2 separate regions of the Mus musculus genome follow, and region 2 is linked to region 1. A link is a contact called in public HiChIP or PLAC-seq data. All regions are on one chromosome and are shown on one strand. Each heading gives the region's core, a stretch centred on a gene start, on an enhancer-like site or on the middle of the called end of the contact. The rest is flanking DNA. Distances are from core to core; before and after follow the strand shown. Region 1 holds the start of 5730409E04Rik (RIKEN cDNA 5730409E04Rik gene). Region 2 has its middle 23 kb from the start of Gm46870.

The links. HiChIP or PLAC-seq counts read pairs in DNA pulled down with a chosen protein or histone mark.
Region 2: a contact with region 1 is called in an H3K4me3 HiChIP or PLAC-seq map of intestinal crypt epithelium, with 11 read pairs. The contact joins the enhancer-like site here to the promoter of 5730409E04Rik in region 1. A contact is called at or near these places in 12 of 39 promoter capture datasets (cranial neural crest, embryonic stem cells, frontonasal cranial neural crest and 7 more), 1 of 15 datasets of contacts at CTCF or cohesin (the G1E-ER4 cell line), 3 of 484 Hi-C or Micro-C datasets (the G1E-ER4 cell line, the MC38 cell line and nephron progenitors), 10 of 115 datasets of contacts at active chromatin or transcription factors (embryonic hindbrain, embryonic midbrain, embryonic stem cells and 5 more) and 4 of 9 other capture datasets (adipose tissue, embryonic stem cells, liver and 1 more).

Annotation. Positions count from the first base shown.
Region 1 is chr4:126,606,182-126,614,103 of GRCm38.p6, reverse strand. It overlaps 5730409E04Rik (RIKEN cDNA 5730409E04Rik gene), which reads right to left and starts at 4,250. Exons shown (of 2, transcript NM_001145950.1): 1 at 4,092-4,250; 2 at 1-2,428. The coding sequence starts at 2,423. The coding sequence ends at 1,731.
Region 2 is chr4:126,639,569-126,647,490 of GRCm38.p6, reverse strand. No RefSeq gene overlaps it. Among named protein-coding and RNA genes, the nearest start is that of Gm46870, 23 kb to the right of the region's middle. Within about 2 kb of position 3,475, at least 9 of the 459 cell types and tissues checked have an H3K27ac peak or open chromatin away from gene starts, as enhancers often do. A contact at or near this core is called in intestinal crypt epithelium and intestinal villus epithelium, where this site is marked.

The DNA of each region.
Region 1 (7,922 bases), core at 3,001-5,500:
CACCCAGAAACAAAACAAAGGGCTCCAGAACCTTAACTACTGACCTACCCAATACACATTCAACCTCACAGCATGAAGCCTTCCCTAGGGCCTGCCAATCCCTGTTCAAAGGGGCCGCATGTCCTAAGAGCTTCGGGAAGCTGGACTGACCCTGTCCTCTGACTGCTTAGAAAGCTGAGCTCTGGCTTCTCCAGAAAGTCCGATTCTGAAAAATGAACCAAACCAATCTGACATTCACTGCTGCTAAAGCGACGTAGGCAGAGGAGGGAAAGGTGAAGAGAAGGGAGGTCCCCCAACTGCCCGTGGCCTTGGTGCATCTGGCCCATGATCTGCATGCTTATATGCACAGTCCCATTCTACAGACTTAACTCAGTATGGCTTTCGGCCTCTCCTCACAGTGGAGCAGGATGGTGTTTTGGGAATTCTCCTGTTCTTCACAGAGTTCTACCAGAGTCATTCTCTCCCACCGCCACCTCCCACAGAGGAGCCAGACAGGGTTCAAAACAACACACCCACCCTCCCTCCCTCCCTCCCTCCCTCCCTCCCTCCCTTCCTTCCTTCCTTCCTTCCTTCCTCCCTCCCTCCCTTTCTCTCTCTCTCTCTCTCTCTCTCTCTCTCTCTCTCTCTCTCTCTCTCTCTCTCTCTCTCTTTCTCTCTCCTCTTTCTTTCTTTTGGGTTTCTATATGTAGCCTGGCTGTCCTTGAACTCACTCTGTAGCCCAGGCTGTTCTGGAACTCAGAGTTCCAGTTGCCTCAGCCTCTTGAGTGCTGGGATTAAAGATGTGCACCACCAGAACCCAGCTAAGAGGACAGTTTCTTATATCTTTCTTTATCTCCACTCCCACCCCTGCTGCAGCCTCCGCCACTGTGCCAGTTCCCTCCCTTGAGACCAATTCTCCACAAATTGTCCTGTGCACAGGAAGGCCAGTGCAGCCAATAAATCTCTGAACCGGGGCTAGGTGTGCAGCTCAGTGGTAGGACATTTGCCTAGCATGCACAGGGCTCTGGGCTCAATTCCTTGTACAGTAATAAGCAAAATAAACAAAAAGCAACCACCCCAAATTAAAAAAAAAAAAAAAACTCTTAGGAACAAGCCAACATTAGGGACAGTGGTCTTAGAGCAAGGTTGGAGGGGAAGGGATAGGAAAGGTAGCCTGGGAAACTGCAGGAGAACAGGTCAGCCACAGCCCTCAGAACAGGAGAACAGGCCACAGCCCTCAGATCTATGACAGTGGGAGAGGCTTCTATCTCTAGGAAGCTGGGAGGTGAGACTCAGTAGAATATAAGGCTGGGGTAGACTTTGGGAACACAGGAGATGGGTGGACGCCCTGCAGGTGCAATTGAACATACATTTACACACACCTGCCCTTAAGTCTCTGCAAACACACACATTCCTAGCACATGTTTCTTATGCCAGCACTGGAACGTGTAAGTCTCAACACACACCCAACACAAGCCTGTACATATAAACTGATACACATGCATATATATCTTTTGTCTCTACATTCAGGAATATATATACACATTCCTGGGTACCTAGCCACACATGCATACATAAACACACATGCCTTACATACCTGCTTACATGTTAGCATATAGATATTCACTTATGCTTACTTGCATACATGCCAGCTAATACTCACATCCTTCCTTGTGTATAACCACTCAAAAGCCTGCAAATGCACACACTTGTGCACACACACACTTGTGCACACACACTTGTGCACACCCTTAGCCCTGGTCCTGGTGCCTGCAAGGTGCTTCCCTCTGTTGCAGACAGCGGATAAGCTCCTTCCGGTTGTCCAGGATGGTGTCAAAGCTCTCTTGCAGTCGGGCCTGCTGGTCGACCAACTGGTGCTGCAGAGCCCGGATCCACTGGAGCAGCGCCAAGCGCCGATACATCACCAAATGCGCGTGGTGTTTCTCCTTCTCCTGTTCTTTGTAGCGCTCCTGAGCCTGCAGCTGCTGCACGGCCTGGGCCACGGAGGGCAGAAGGGGATCCAGAGGGCTCGGACCTCGAGGGGTATCGCAGACAGGTTCTGGACTGCTGCTGAAGCTGTCGATGCTCAAGGAACTGCTGGCATAGCCAATGTCCTCCAGAGGAGAGCAGACACTGCTGGCACCGCTCAACTTCTCTGGCTCAGCACCAGGGATCTCCGCACCCTCCGGGGGACTGCGGACTCCGGCCTCAGGGAGCCTGGTGGCTTGGAAGACCTGGTTATCAGAGGGTGACTCAGAGGAGCTCCTTATCAGAATAGGATCCACTTTGCCTGGCACACCATGCCAGTTCTTATTGGCATCCTTAGCACTCTCCACAAAGTTGGAGTTATTGTCTGGTTGGAGGTCTGGTTGGCATACTCCAGGAGGCAGGCTCCCTGGGTACTGGGCCCCCTCTGCTAGTCCTGGCTGGATGGCAGCGAACATCTGGACTGGGAAGGAGAAGGAGAATGAGACAGAGCAGGACAGGATAGAATGGCAACCTAGAGCCCAAGAACCTTGCAATGGTGTCCCTCCCTTCTCTCTGATTATTTGGTCTGTCTCCCTCCCAGGGTTTTCCCTCTAAGGCTCACCATCTCTTCACTCTACAAACTTCTCCCAAGGTCACTTCATCCTGTTATAGCTTCAAGAACCATCCTGTGTAGGTGACTCTCAGATCTGTGTCCAGCCCAGATTCAACCCCTACTCAACCCTATGACCTACCACCAGTTCTTCAGATCTACACATCCTGACAGCTCTCCTTCCAGGGTCCTTGGGCAGGACAGCTCTGCCATCTGAAGACAAGTCTATCTAGCCATGCCTAGGAGCACCCTGGATTACTGACCCTCCTCCCATGCCCACCTCACTGTCCACATTTTGACAAACTCTCCTTTGGCCCTGGTCATTTTGACCTGGGTGATTGCCACAGCCTTTCCACTGACCCTCGTTCAATTAAAAATATAAATTTAGGAGCTGGAGATATGGCTCAGCAGTTAAGAGCACTGGTTGCTCTTCCAGAGGACCCATGTTCCCAAGTCAGATGGTTTACAACTGTAGGCATCGCTGGCTTCACACCAGCCCCCACCCCCCAGCCTCTCTGTTCACCCACATGCATGCATGCATACATACACATGCACACACACAGATATGCTAATATTTTTTTTTAAAAAAGATGTCCTGTTAAATAACAAATAATACTTGTAAAAGGAACATATGTCTACATCTATACAGATGTATAGATATAGACAGGTATATTTCATAAGTCCACAGAAAACCACAAACATTTCCATGATGTCTCATAACAGTAGCAAAATTACAGTTATGAAATAGGAACAAAAGCTAAGTGGTGGCGGCGCACGCCTTTAATCTCAGCGCTTGGGAGGCAGAGGCAGGCGGATCTCATGAGATTGAGACCACCCTGGTCTACAGAGCGAGTTCCAGGATAGCAAGAGCTACACAGAGAAACCCTGTCTGGAAAACTCAGAAATCCACCTGCTTCTGCCTTCCGAGTGCTGGGATCAAAGGCGTGCGCCACCATGCCCGGCTACTGACCACATTTGTATGACTTGAAGAACTGAGGCCTCGTGAGTGAGACATACTATTAAGTCAATCAAGCAGCTACTAAGAAGGTTCCCCTATAGGGTGGCAGCGACCCTCCCCACACCCAGCAATGGGCAGAAGTCATGAAGAGAGACTGAGGTTGGGACAGATGTTTCACTCCTTTGGCTTGTGAGAAAAGGCCTGAAGACACCACCACCACCACCACCACCACCACCACCACCACCACCACCACCACCACCACCACCACCCCACCCCTCCAACTCTCTTTCCCTCTCCCTCTCTTAAAATTTGTCCTAAATCTGGCCACAAAGGAAGCTGGGGTGGGGCGGGGCTAAGGATCCAGGTTCAAAAAGTCAGTGAAATGAGTGCAGACATCCTAAGATCAGGATTTTCCCAAGTTAACCCACAGTATGGGGGCATGGGAGCGGCTGTAGCACGGGGATTGGCGGACTTGGCAGTGGTCCGAGCTCTGCGACCCTAATCTCTGCAGAGGCAGCTCCCTAACCCGCTTTCCGGCGGCTGGGCCCCAAGCCCTCCATCAGGGCCCGGACTCACGGCCTAGAGGCGCCCGCTCCTGCGGGGCTTGCTACGGTCCCTCGGGTCCTGCTCGCTGCAGGGTGGGGGATTCCTGGACCTGCGCGTGCACGCGTGGTGACGCGGCTGCTTGGTCCAGGCACAGCGGCCCTAGCCCCAGCCCGGGCTGCGGAGTCCAGCAGCGTCTGCGCGGCTGGGCGGAGCGGTCTGACCCACGTGGGCCGGTTCGGTTCTCCGCGCAGGAACTGCCTCCTCCCGCAGCTTGACCCGAGAGCCTTGTAGGTCCGGTGTCATCTCCTAACCACCCTGGCGAGGCGCCACGGATCCATTGGTTCTCCTTGCTGCAGACATGGCGACGAAATGCCTCCTTCCTGGGTTTCCCAGGGGCTCGGCAATTGGCGAGGCCGTGGTGCGGGTCTGGACCCGCTGTGGTCCTTTCTGTGCTCCAGCTCGGCACCTTTTCTGCCGAGAATTTTCAGTTCATCCCCACTTACTCTATTTTAGGATCTTTGAGCACCTTTCTGGCTTCTAGATCTGTTTTTTACTTATTATTTATTTATTATATGTAAGTACACTGTAGCTGTCTTCAGACACTCCAGAAGAGGACATCAGATCTCATTACGGGTGGTTGTGAGCCACCATGTGGTTGCTGGGATTTGAACTTTGGACCTTCGGAAGAGCAGTCGGGTGCTCTTACCCACTGAGCCATCTCACCAGCCCCTAGATCTGTTTTTTAAAAAGACCCCTTCACTGTACTGTACCTATTTGATTAAATGCTATGAGGATTTTATTGTTTGTTGTTTTGAAACAGAGACTCATTATGTAGCCCTGGCTACCCTGGAAAGCACTATGTAGACCAGGCTGGTTTCCAGTTGCACAGGGAGATCTGCCTGCTTCTGCCTCCCAAGTGCTGGGATTAAAGGCATGTCCCATCACCACCAGCCAGCTTTCTTTAAGATTTTATTTTTTATTTATGTATATGTGTTTCTCCCTCTCCTCCCCCCCCCCCATTTCTCTCTCTGTGTATATAACTAAGAAGGAGCCCCATTCCAGGTAAGTCACAGTTCAAACTATGGCTGCAGCAATCATATTTCCTGTCAAGTGGAAGAAGCCAAGTCTATGTACTAGGAGAAAAAATGATACTGACACACAGGAGCTCAAAGACAAATGGCTGACTAACATCCCAGCTTCTGCTTCCTGGGTTTCTAGTTTTGATGCCTTCCCATGAAGTTCATATCTTGCCATACCCAACCTGAGTGGAATTTATCTCACTGATAATCAAAAGATTCTTGAATTAATACACTAACACAATGAGGTACCCCTGGATTCTGATCATTCACTGCTACTGTGTAGCTGTTTGCTGTAAACTGAAGAGGGGGGCAGACGTGAGATTCGGAAGATTCTAGAAGGCCCTCTTCAAGGTAGTGGGTGATGTAAGGGGTTGCTGGGACAACAGAGACTCTTCAGTGACACTGCCTGCTAGTTGTGTTGGGAGCTCCAGGGATGCAGATTTTCTGAGTGGCCACCCAGCTGGACTCAGGTGCCTTTGACCTAGCTGCCGTTGAGCTAGCGATGGCACTGTGAGTGAGCCCCAACCCTTAAGCAACCCCGGTCAACTCATTGGTTCACCAAGCTAGACTTTGATGGGACTGCTCCCTGAGTCTAGCATCACTGACCTCTCTAGTGGGAGTGGTATCTGTTCATGTCAACCCAGAAGGGGACTTGCCTAACCCTCGGTAGGCACTAGCAGTTCATTTGCCCTTGATAGTCTCCATCAAGACGATAGGTCCTGTAGATCCTGATAGATCCGCCATCATGTAGAAGTTGAAAGGGTCTGAAACATAAAGAAACCATCTCTGTGTTCCTGGCTAGAAACATTCTCCCCTAGACACCCAAACTTCCTGACGCAGCAGAACCTAGGATCTCAGAAACAAGAAGCAAATGCGCAAAGTCTTCAACTGCATACGGTACTGAACCCTTCCACTACATACATACATGCATGCATACATACATGCATACATACACATATGTATTTACTGAACCCTTCCACTACATACATACATGCATACATACATACATGCATACATACTCATATGTATTTACTGAACCCTTCTACTACATACATACATGCATACATACACATATGTATTTACTGAACCCTTCCACTACATACATACATGCATACATACATACATGCATACATACTCATATGTATTTACTGAACCCTTCTACTACATACATACATGCATACATACACATATGTATTTACTGAACCCTTCCACTACATACATACATACATGCATACATACACATATGTATTTACTGAACCCTTCCACTACATACATACATGCATACATACACATATGTATTTTCTGAACCCTTCCACTACATACATACATGCATACATACACATATGTATTTTCTGAACCCTTCCACTACATACATACATATATGTATTTTGATTTGGTTTGGTTTTGTTGGGGGGGGGTGCTTCTTTTTTTGAGACCGAGTCTCACTGTTCAACATGGTAAACAGATTTATAGATCCAGGCCAGAGAGCCTTGCTGTTCTGCTGTTCCTGCAGGAGGACAATTGTTTGTTCCCAGTACCCATGAGGCAGCATACAACTGGCTGTAATTCCAGTTCCAGAGGATCAGACCTCGTCTTCTGGCCTCTACATGATCATCATGCAAGCAATCAGTCATACACATAAAATAAAAGTAAATATATCTTTTAAAAAAAAGACTATAGATAGAGAGAGCTGGAGAGCTAGCTCAATAAGAAGAGTAGAAGTAAGCGTACTTGTTGATCTTGCAAAGGACCTGGGTTCATTTCCCAGCACCCACACGGGGGCTCGTGATAGCCATAACTCCTCTTCTAGGGGACCTGACACACTCTTCTGGTCTCCACGGGCAACATATGTGATATACATGCTTACACACAGGCAAATACTCATACTCAAATAAAATTTAAAATTTAAATAAAATTTAAAATTGTGTACCAATTATGATTGTTGGTTTGAAGACTATAGTATACTTTGCATCATAACACCCCAACCTGGTACAGCTCACTCAATTCCATTGTTCTCTGTAGACCAAGCTGACCTTAAATTCCAGATTCTGCTACAGCCCCTGGAGTAGCTAAGGGTGATAGATCTATGTCACCAGGCCTGGCTTCTATCATCCTATAAAACTAGTTGGACTGAACTTGATGCCATATACCCTTAATCTCAGCACTTCAGAGGCAGAGGCAGAGGCAGAGGCAGAGGCAGATGGATCTCTGTGAGTTCAAGGCCAACCTGGTCCACAGAGCAAGTTCCAGGTGAGCCAGGGCTATACAGTGAGACTCAGTCTCAAAATAAGAAGCACGCTCCCCCCCCCCCAACAAAACCAAATAAAAAACAACCCCCCCCCAAAACAAAAAACAAACCCCTGCCAGTTGCTTCCAAATGGCACAGTGACACATAAGCCAAGTGGATCCAAGAGACAGTAGCCTCTTGGTCAAGGGTGATGTTGGCAGGAGACACTCCAGCATTGTATAAATGATGCATACAGCGATTCCAGCTGTTCCAGACTTCCCAGAAACATGAGACTGTGGAGACCGAAAGGCTCAGGTAGCCGTGGCTATCTATGTCTGGAGACAGAAGAAAACTGTTATTCAATCACCAGCAGCTTCTCCAGTCGGGATGCTGAGGGATCCATCTCCCCAAACATAGAAGTATCTTCCACTGCATTCACCCATCTCCTTGTATAGGCCAGAGACAAAGAAACCACAAGCTAACCAGGGCTCAGCTGCAGGCCAGGCCATCATGAAGACCTAGAAGTGAACATCACAAAGATTGGCAAACAGGATG
Region 2 (7,922 bases), core at 2,226-4,725, 34 kb before region 1:
GTGTAGCCCAGATGGGCTTCAGACTTGACACACAGCCAAGAAAGACCCTGAACTTCTGATCTTCCTGCCTCTGTCTCCTGTGTGCTAGGATGTTTAAATGGTGTTCAAGATGAAACTCAGGGTTTCGTGCAAGCTAAGTCATTGAGCTACATCCCCAGCCCTCAGGATATAATTTTGATATGATGAGGTTCTCTTAAATTCAAATCTCTGTAAATTGTTGTACATAGGTCTACACAAATCTATGTGCTCTGGAGAACTTAACAATGTACAAACCCATCAGTGTCTCCCTGAAATAGCCACAGTTAACCCCTCTCTCCATGGATTTCCTGGGTCTTCACTTTTCCCATCCATTGAGTTCCACAGAATGGCATCTTTTCCCTATGTCTATAAGTAGAAACACCCTCTAATACATCAAACCAACATCCTCTGGCCAATTGGTGCGTGACTTTTCCTGGGGAGCCTCTTTCTATTCACCCCACATAGAGCAGGCCAAAAAAACCAAGTCGTTTCAAATCCATGTTGGTGAGCCAACATGTTTACCAAACCGAGAGGATAATAGGTAGCTCGTCTGCACCACGAAAGACTAGCTTAGCATCGGGGAAGACTCACAGAGTTTCCTTTGTAGGCGGTCCCCCAGTTAATCTTCCACCTCTTGTAGACTACTCCTTCCACAACTACCTACAACAGGGCAGAGTCCGGCAGGAGGGAGGAGGGAAAGGGTCTGGCCACCTGTCCCCCACCAGAGAATGTCCAAGCAGAGCTCCTGTACTACCACTGAGCTGGGTCCAGCTCCTCTTTTATAAACACTACCCTGAAAATTATTTTGTTTTAATCTCCTGCTCCTTTTACAACCTATCTTCTCCCTATCTCTGTTCTTCGACAGGACACGAACTCTGTCCTTCCAAAACTCATTCCTGAGACCCTGTCATTCGGGGTGGTGGTTTCTTATAGACACACGGTGCTCACAGGAGAGCTGTAATGTAAGCCCTCCTGTAGAATGGAATTGGCTTTGTCCCTTTTAGCTTAGTTTAGTTTTGTTTTTGAGACAGGGTTTTTCTGTGTAGCTCTAGCTGTACTGGAACTCCCACTGTAGACCAGGTTGGCCTCAAACTCAGAAATTCTCTTGCCTCTGCCTCCCAAGTGCTGGGATTAAAGGGCAGCTATTGTCTGGCCCTTTGATGCTTTTTGTTGGTTTGTTTGTTTATAGAATTATTTATTTATTTTATGTATATGAGTACACTGTAGCTGTCTTCACACACACTAGAAGAGAGCATTGGATCCCATTACAGATGGTTGTGAGCCACCATGTGGTTACTGGGAATTGAACTCAGGGCCTCTGGAAGAGCAGAGTCAGTGCTCTTAACCACTGAGCTGTTTCTCCAGCCCTCTTTTTTTTGGGGGGGGGTGTTTTTTTCCGTTTCTTATATTGCTAATATGGTGGCTACAGCTGAAGTGTTCGAGATTTCTGAACAAATTTTAAATAAGGACTTCGATGAGATGGCTCCTTGGAAGCATTAACTGCTCTGGCAGAGGACCCAAGCTCGATGCCCAGCACCCACTCGGAGTGGCTCACTATCGCCTGTAATGGCAGCCTCGGGGGGTGTGATGCCTCCGGCCCTCTCAAGCAGCTGCAATCAAATGCACACACTCACGCAGAGACACACAATTCTTAAAAAATAAAAAAACGAAAAGAATGAACTGAGCATTGGTGGCACAAGCTTTTAATTCCAGCACTGGGAAGGCAGAAGCAGGCAGAAGCAGGCAGATCTCTGAGTTCAAGGCCAGCCTGGTCTACAAAGTGGGTTCCAGGATAGCCCATTTATTATGACTATTAAAAACAAGGATGAAAGGTTAAAGTCAGAGCCAGACAGTCCTGTGTCCCTCAGACCCACGGTAGAAAGGGAGCTGAAAGATGTCTTTTGATCTCTGCATACTTATCTGTACACACACACACATACACACACACACACACACACACACACACACACACACACACACACACACGTATTTGTGCACACCAAACAAGAGTAGAAGGAAGAGGAGGAGATTCCTAACCCCTATGACCTTATGATGTTGCCTTACCTAGAAATAGGCTCATCACAAAGGCAAGCATGTTAAAATAAGGTCATTTTGGGGGGGGGGTAATCAAATATGACTGATGTCCTTATAAAAAAGATAAACTTTGGACACAACTCCCCCTCGCCCCCGCCAATATGGAATGAGAGAGACAGAGACAGAGATGAGACAGAGGAGAGACAGAGACAGACAGAGAACACCAGGCAAAGATGAAGACAGAGATGAGCCTACACATATAAACTCAACATTATAGATCACCAACAAGCCATCAGAGGCCCCCAGGAAAAGGCTCGAAACCAAGGAAAGCCCTGTGAAGGACCTCTTTGCACACAAAAACATGACAGAACAAATTCTTGTCCCTTTAGCCCCTCAGTTTGTGGGGTCTTGCACAAGCATTAAGAAGCCAGCCACATCCCCTAAAGGGAGTTCAGGTTGGATCAGTGGAATCTGTGTCGCAGCATTGACAGCAGCCTCTGCAGGATCCTTGGTGTGGGAGCCACTGAAAATTAAGCCAGCCCCAGGCTGGGAGTGACAGAGGTGACAACTCAGAACAGGGAGACTAAGGGGATGAGAAAGATCAACTTAATGAGCGATGTCATTTAATGAGGCATTAAATAGCCAGGGGCTTCTAGCATGGCCGGCACCAGGGTGAGACAAGCTGAGGGGTGGCGGGAGCTAGGTCGTGCCAGGTCTTAATGTGCTGTGCTCTGTCTTTTGGATGGGTCCCTCCACGGAGCCAAAGGTGGAGAATCCCTTGCCATTCTCTGGACCTGGGACCTAAGCCTGCTCATGATGCCACCACACTCCTTAACACACAGTTCATGTGAGAGTTCACGGACGTGTGCACCTGTCCCTAACTGTGCAGGACTTGGCCTTGTGCCAGGCTCAGCAAGCCACTCTGGTTGTCCTTCTCTTTCTTATAGCCACTCCTGGTCACCTTTGAGCTTCCCGGTAAACAGCGTGCTTGTCTCTCTGAAAAAGACACAGAAAGCCTCCTGCCTAAATTCTACAAAATCTCCTTTATCTAGGACCATGACTGTTCCCTGTTAACAACCCCCCCCCTCACACACACACACACACACACACACACCTTTTTCCTCCTCACCTAAGAACCCTGTCCCTCAGCTCAGAGCCAGATCTGTCAGAGTTCAAAAGCCCTGCCTAAAGATCAACTTCCTGCCCTACAGACACTGGTTCACACTGTCAGTTCTTGGGGATAGAGGGGAGGTATCTATGTGGAGTATGACCTTTTCTTAGTCTTGGTCTCCTATAACGAGACCTAGCTAATGACCCTGTGTGATGAGGAGCATGGGCCAGTCAGAGAGCAGTGTGGGTTTGTGTCTGGATGGCCTAATAGTGATGTAAAGAATGATGAGGAAAAAGCAGAACCTGGGTGTGGCCCCAGCTCTGCCTTTAATGAAAGCTACTTCCCGTCTAGGTCCCAATGTCCTTGCCTGAGGAATAAAGTGTAATGTCTACTTTATAAAACTGTAGAGTAGGAGGGAGCTAAAGCTCACTTGTTAGAGTGCTCATCTAGCATTGCCAGGGCCCTAAGTTCGAACCCCAGCCCTACCTAAACAGTATGGTGGTGCATGCCGTATTCCTAGCACTTAAAATGGTCAGAAAATTCAAGGTCATCCTGGGCTACATCATGATGTCATCGTGGGCTATATGAAACCCCGTCCCCACCAAAAAATGAATTAAACACATACACACATGTATACATAAAGATTTTAATGGAAAAATAAACACTAGAGACTGAGGTAGAGTTCAATAATAAAGTCTGGGAGTAGCATGCCTGATGTCCTGGGTTCAATCCACAGCACCAATAAGTGAATAGCCCCAATTAAACTATAAATGAGAGAGTTCTAAACGAACGTGACATCAATACAAATGCTTCTACCCTTGGCTCTGGGGATCTCCCACCATAAAATGATCCTCCCCTTCCTTGTTTATCACTGTGGGCCTCAGGCTTCACTTTCTAAAAGAGGTCTCTGATTTGTCCAAGCCAACAGTGCTACACTTGACTGCCCTGTTACCTGGCTGTCCAGATTTCCAGACTTCTCTGGGCCTGTTTTCTCATGGGCAGAGAAGGATAACACAGCCCTAATGGTGACATGAAAAGGTGTCATCGCACGTAGGTACAGGGACTGGCATAGAGGGACTGCCCAGCTATGAGACAATGCTAGACACAGAGACTGGATGAGGATTTTAAATTTGTATTTGTTTGTTTGTTCGTTTGTTTGTTTAGGAAGAATCTCACTATAGAAGCCTGGCTGGCTTGGAGTTCACTATGTAGACCAGGCTGGCCTTGAACTTATAGAGATCTCCTGCCTCTGCCTCTGCCTCTGCCTCTGCCTCTGCCTCTGCCTCTGCCTCTGCCTCTGCCTCTGCCTCTGCCTCTGCCTCTGCCTCTGCCTCTGCCTCTGCCTCTGCCTCTGCCTCTGCCTCTGCCTCTGCCTCTGCCTCTGCCTCTGCCTCTGCCTCCCAAGCACTGAGATCAAAGATATATACCACCATCTTAAATGAAGATTTTTGTCTGTTAGTCTCCCTGTTGCTATCAGACCCTTGAGAAGAGTTGGAGTAAAGGGGGATGGAGGCTGGGCACTAGCATTGCCTGCCTGCCTGCCTGCTTGCCTGCCTGCCTGCCTGCCTGCCTGCCTGCCTGCCTGCCTGCCTGCCTGCCTGCCTTCTCAGTCTCCATCTGTGTTGACAGAAAAATAGTCTTTATGCCCAGCCTTTTTGAAACAGGGTTTCCTATATCCCAGGCTGGCCTCAAACTCGCCATGTAGCTGAGGATGACCTTGAATTTCAGTCCTCTGGCCTCTGTCTTGCTGATGATGAGATAACAGGTGTGTATCATCATGCCCTGTTCACCGGGTGCTGACAACTAAACCCAGGGCCTCTGCAAGTGCCCCAAGCACGCTGGGCAATGATGGAGAACCAGAGGCAGAGGCAGGTGGATCTCTGAGTTTGAGGCCAGCCTGATCTACAGAGTGAGTTCAGAGACAGGGCTACACAGAGAAATCCTGTCTCAAACAAACAAACAAACAAACAAACGAACAAACAAAAAAGAACTGGGAGCAGCCAACAACAACAAAAAAAGAAACAAACAGACCAAAAAGAGCAGCAAGCGAACCAAAAGAGCAACGAGCATCTTTAAGTACTGGGCCATCTCTCCACCTCTGCACGCCTCCTCCTCTACAGCGAGGATTAAGCCCATGGCAGGCAGAGCCTCTCATCTCCCTGAACCACCACCACCAAAGGAAGTCTGCTCACCGTTGTTCTCATCCCCACCTCCTCCGCCGCCCATCTCACAAGTGTTCCCAGCTAATTGCTCACTGGTGCTCACATCCTACAGCTCCCAGCTCTTCTGGAAACCTGCTCTGTCGACTCTCCTTCCTCCCCCACCTCTCTCCTGCCTGCGTTTTTAGATTCTTGTTCTCTACTAGAACACCCCCCTCCCCACACATACAAATATGGTCAAATCTCCCTTCCACCTTAAAATGTTGAATCTTCTGGGGAAAGTTTCCTCCTTGCCTTCCACCATTCATTCTCTCTCTCTCTCTCTCTCTCTCTCTCTCTCTGCCCCCCCCTCTCTCTCTCTTCCATTCATTGTCTTAAGAGCGTCTCCTCCTCCTTCCCACCTCCTCCTATTTCCTAAATCACTGCAATCTGTCCCTTGCCACTCCAGGACACTCACAACAACTCATCCAGGTCAGCAGCCGTTTCTTTTGGAGCAGAGAGTGACTAGCCCTGCAGAGGGATGCCCAGCAGTACTGGTGGCTGTTGAAGTTGTCCTCCTTGAAACTCTGCTGCACCAATCTGTCATCTTCTCTCTTGACAAATCTTGACCCTTCTCACCTTTCTGGTCAGCTAAGGGGTGAGGACTGGGGACAAGCATGTCTGTGATATGCTAGGCAAGCACCTCCCACTCAACCATATTTCCAACCTTCTCTCACCTCTCTTTTTATTATTACATTTGTTTATTTAGTGGAAGGGACACACATGGGGAGCTCAGAGGACAAAGTTCTGGAATCAGGTTTCTCCTTCCATCGTGTGGGTCCTGGGTATTGAACTCAAGTTGTCAGGTTTGTCAGCAAGTCCCCTTGCCTGCTGAGCCAGCACTCGGGCCCCGCTTCTCTCTTTTTTGGGGGGAATCTCTCTTCTTCTTCTTCTTTATTTTAAAAGATTTGTTTATTTATTATATGTAAGTACACTGTAGCTGTCTTCATACACTCATACACTCCAGAAGAGGGTGTCAGATCTCATTATGGATGGTTGTGAGCCACCATGTGGTTGTTGGGATTTGAACTCAGGACCTTTGGAAGAACAGTCAGAGCTCTTAAGCACTGAGCCATCTCTCCAGCCCGGGATCTCTCTTCTTCATGGCCTCCTCTTTTGTTCTGTTCTTAGGGTTATCATGTCTAATCGATATTAATTATGGAGCTTCTAATTCTTACTATTCTCAAAATGAGAAGAACCCTCTTTCTCTTCATTACAACTGAGAAATCTCAGCTTTGATCTGAATTTAAACAACTTGCAACCAGGCAGTGGTGGCCCATGCCTTTAATCCCAGCACTCGGGAGGCAGAGGTAGGCAGATCTCTGAGTTGGAGGCCAGCCTGGTCTACAGGTGTGTCCTGGGCAGCCAGAGCTACATAGACAAACCATGTCTCAAATAAATAAATAAATAAATAAATAAATAAATAAATAAATAAATAATAGACAACTCCATCTACCTGACCTGTTCCCACTCTTTTCCAACTCACTATACACATCTCATATAAATAGTCCTTTCAAAATACAAATATGGCCAGGCATGGTAGCACAAAGTAGAACCAGGAGACCTCGGAATTCTAAAACTACTTTGGGTTACAAACCAAATTTAAGACAAGCTAGGCTACCCTGGGCATTTGAACCTGATGCTATCTGCTAAGGTACCCTCTTCTACCCTCATTTCCTGTCTATGCTGGACTCCTTGTCCTTCAGGTCTGAACTCATCCTTTTCCTTCTTTTTTTTTTTTTTTTTTTTAAGATTTATTTATTTATTATTATATGTAAGTACACCGTAACTGTCTTCAGATGCACCAGAAGAGGGCGTCAGATCTCATCACGGGTGGTTGTGAGCCACCATGTGGTTGCTGGGAATTGAACTCAGGACCTTCGGAAGAGCAGTCAGTGCTCTTACCTGCTGAGCCACCTCTCCAGCCCCATCCTTTTCCTTCTTAAAGCCATCACCTCATTTACCACCATCTCTACCACCCATCCCACTTCTACCACCCACCACCACCCACTGGCTACTCTTCCAGAAGGTTCTGAGTTCAATTCCCAGCAACCACATGATGGCTCACAACCATCTGTACTGCTACAGTGTACTCATATACATTAAATAAATAAATAAATCTTTTTAAGAAAGCAAAAACAAAAAAGCAAAACAAACAAACAAGCAAAAACAACAATGAAAATATGTGAAGAGGTTGCTTGGAAAGCCAGAATGACCTGAATAACTGCCTGAATCATGGTCATACTCACAGGCACCACGGGCCCCCGGTAAAGCGTGTTTTACATTCCCGACCACAGTCCTGCCTCAAGGTAAGTGGTCACATCCCCGCTTTGCAGATGAGGCAAAAGTTCAGTTTGCCCGAACTCTCATAGTAAATGACTGGCAGGCAAAGGTCAGACCCAACTCTGAACCCAAAGTCTTTTCTTGCTCTTGATGTTTCTATGCCCATCTTTGCTCCTGGGATAGACTGGAGGGACAGAGCCTACCGTGCCAAGGAGCCAGGGAGCCCATGAGTAGTTTCCACACTTAGTGTCGCCATGGCACCCATCCTGTGTGTGCTG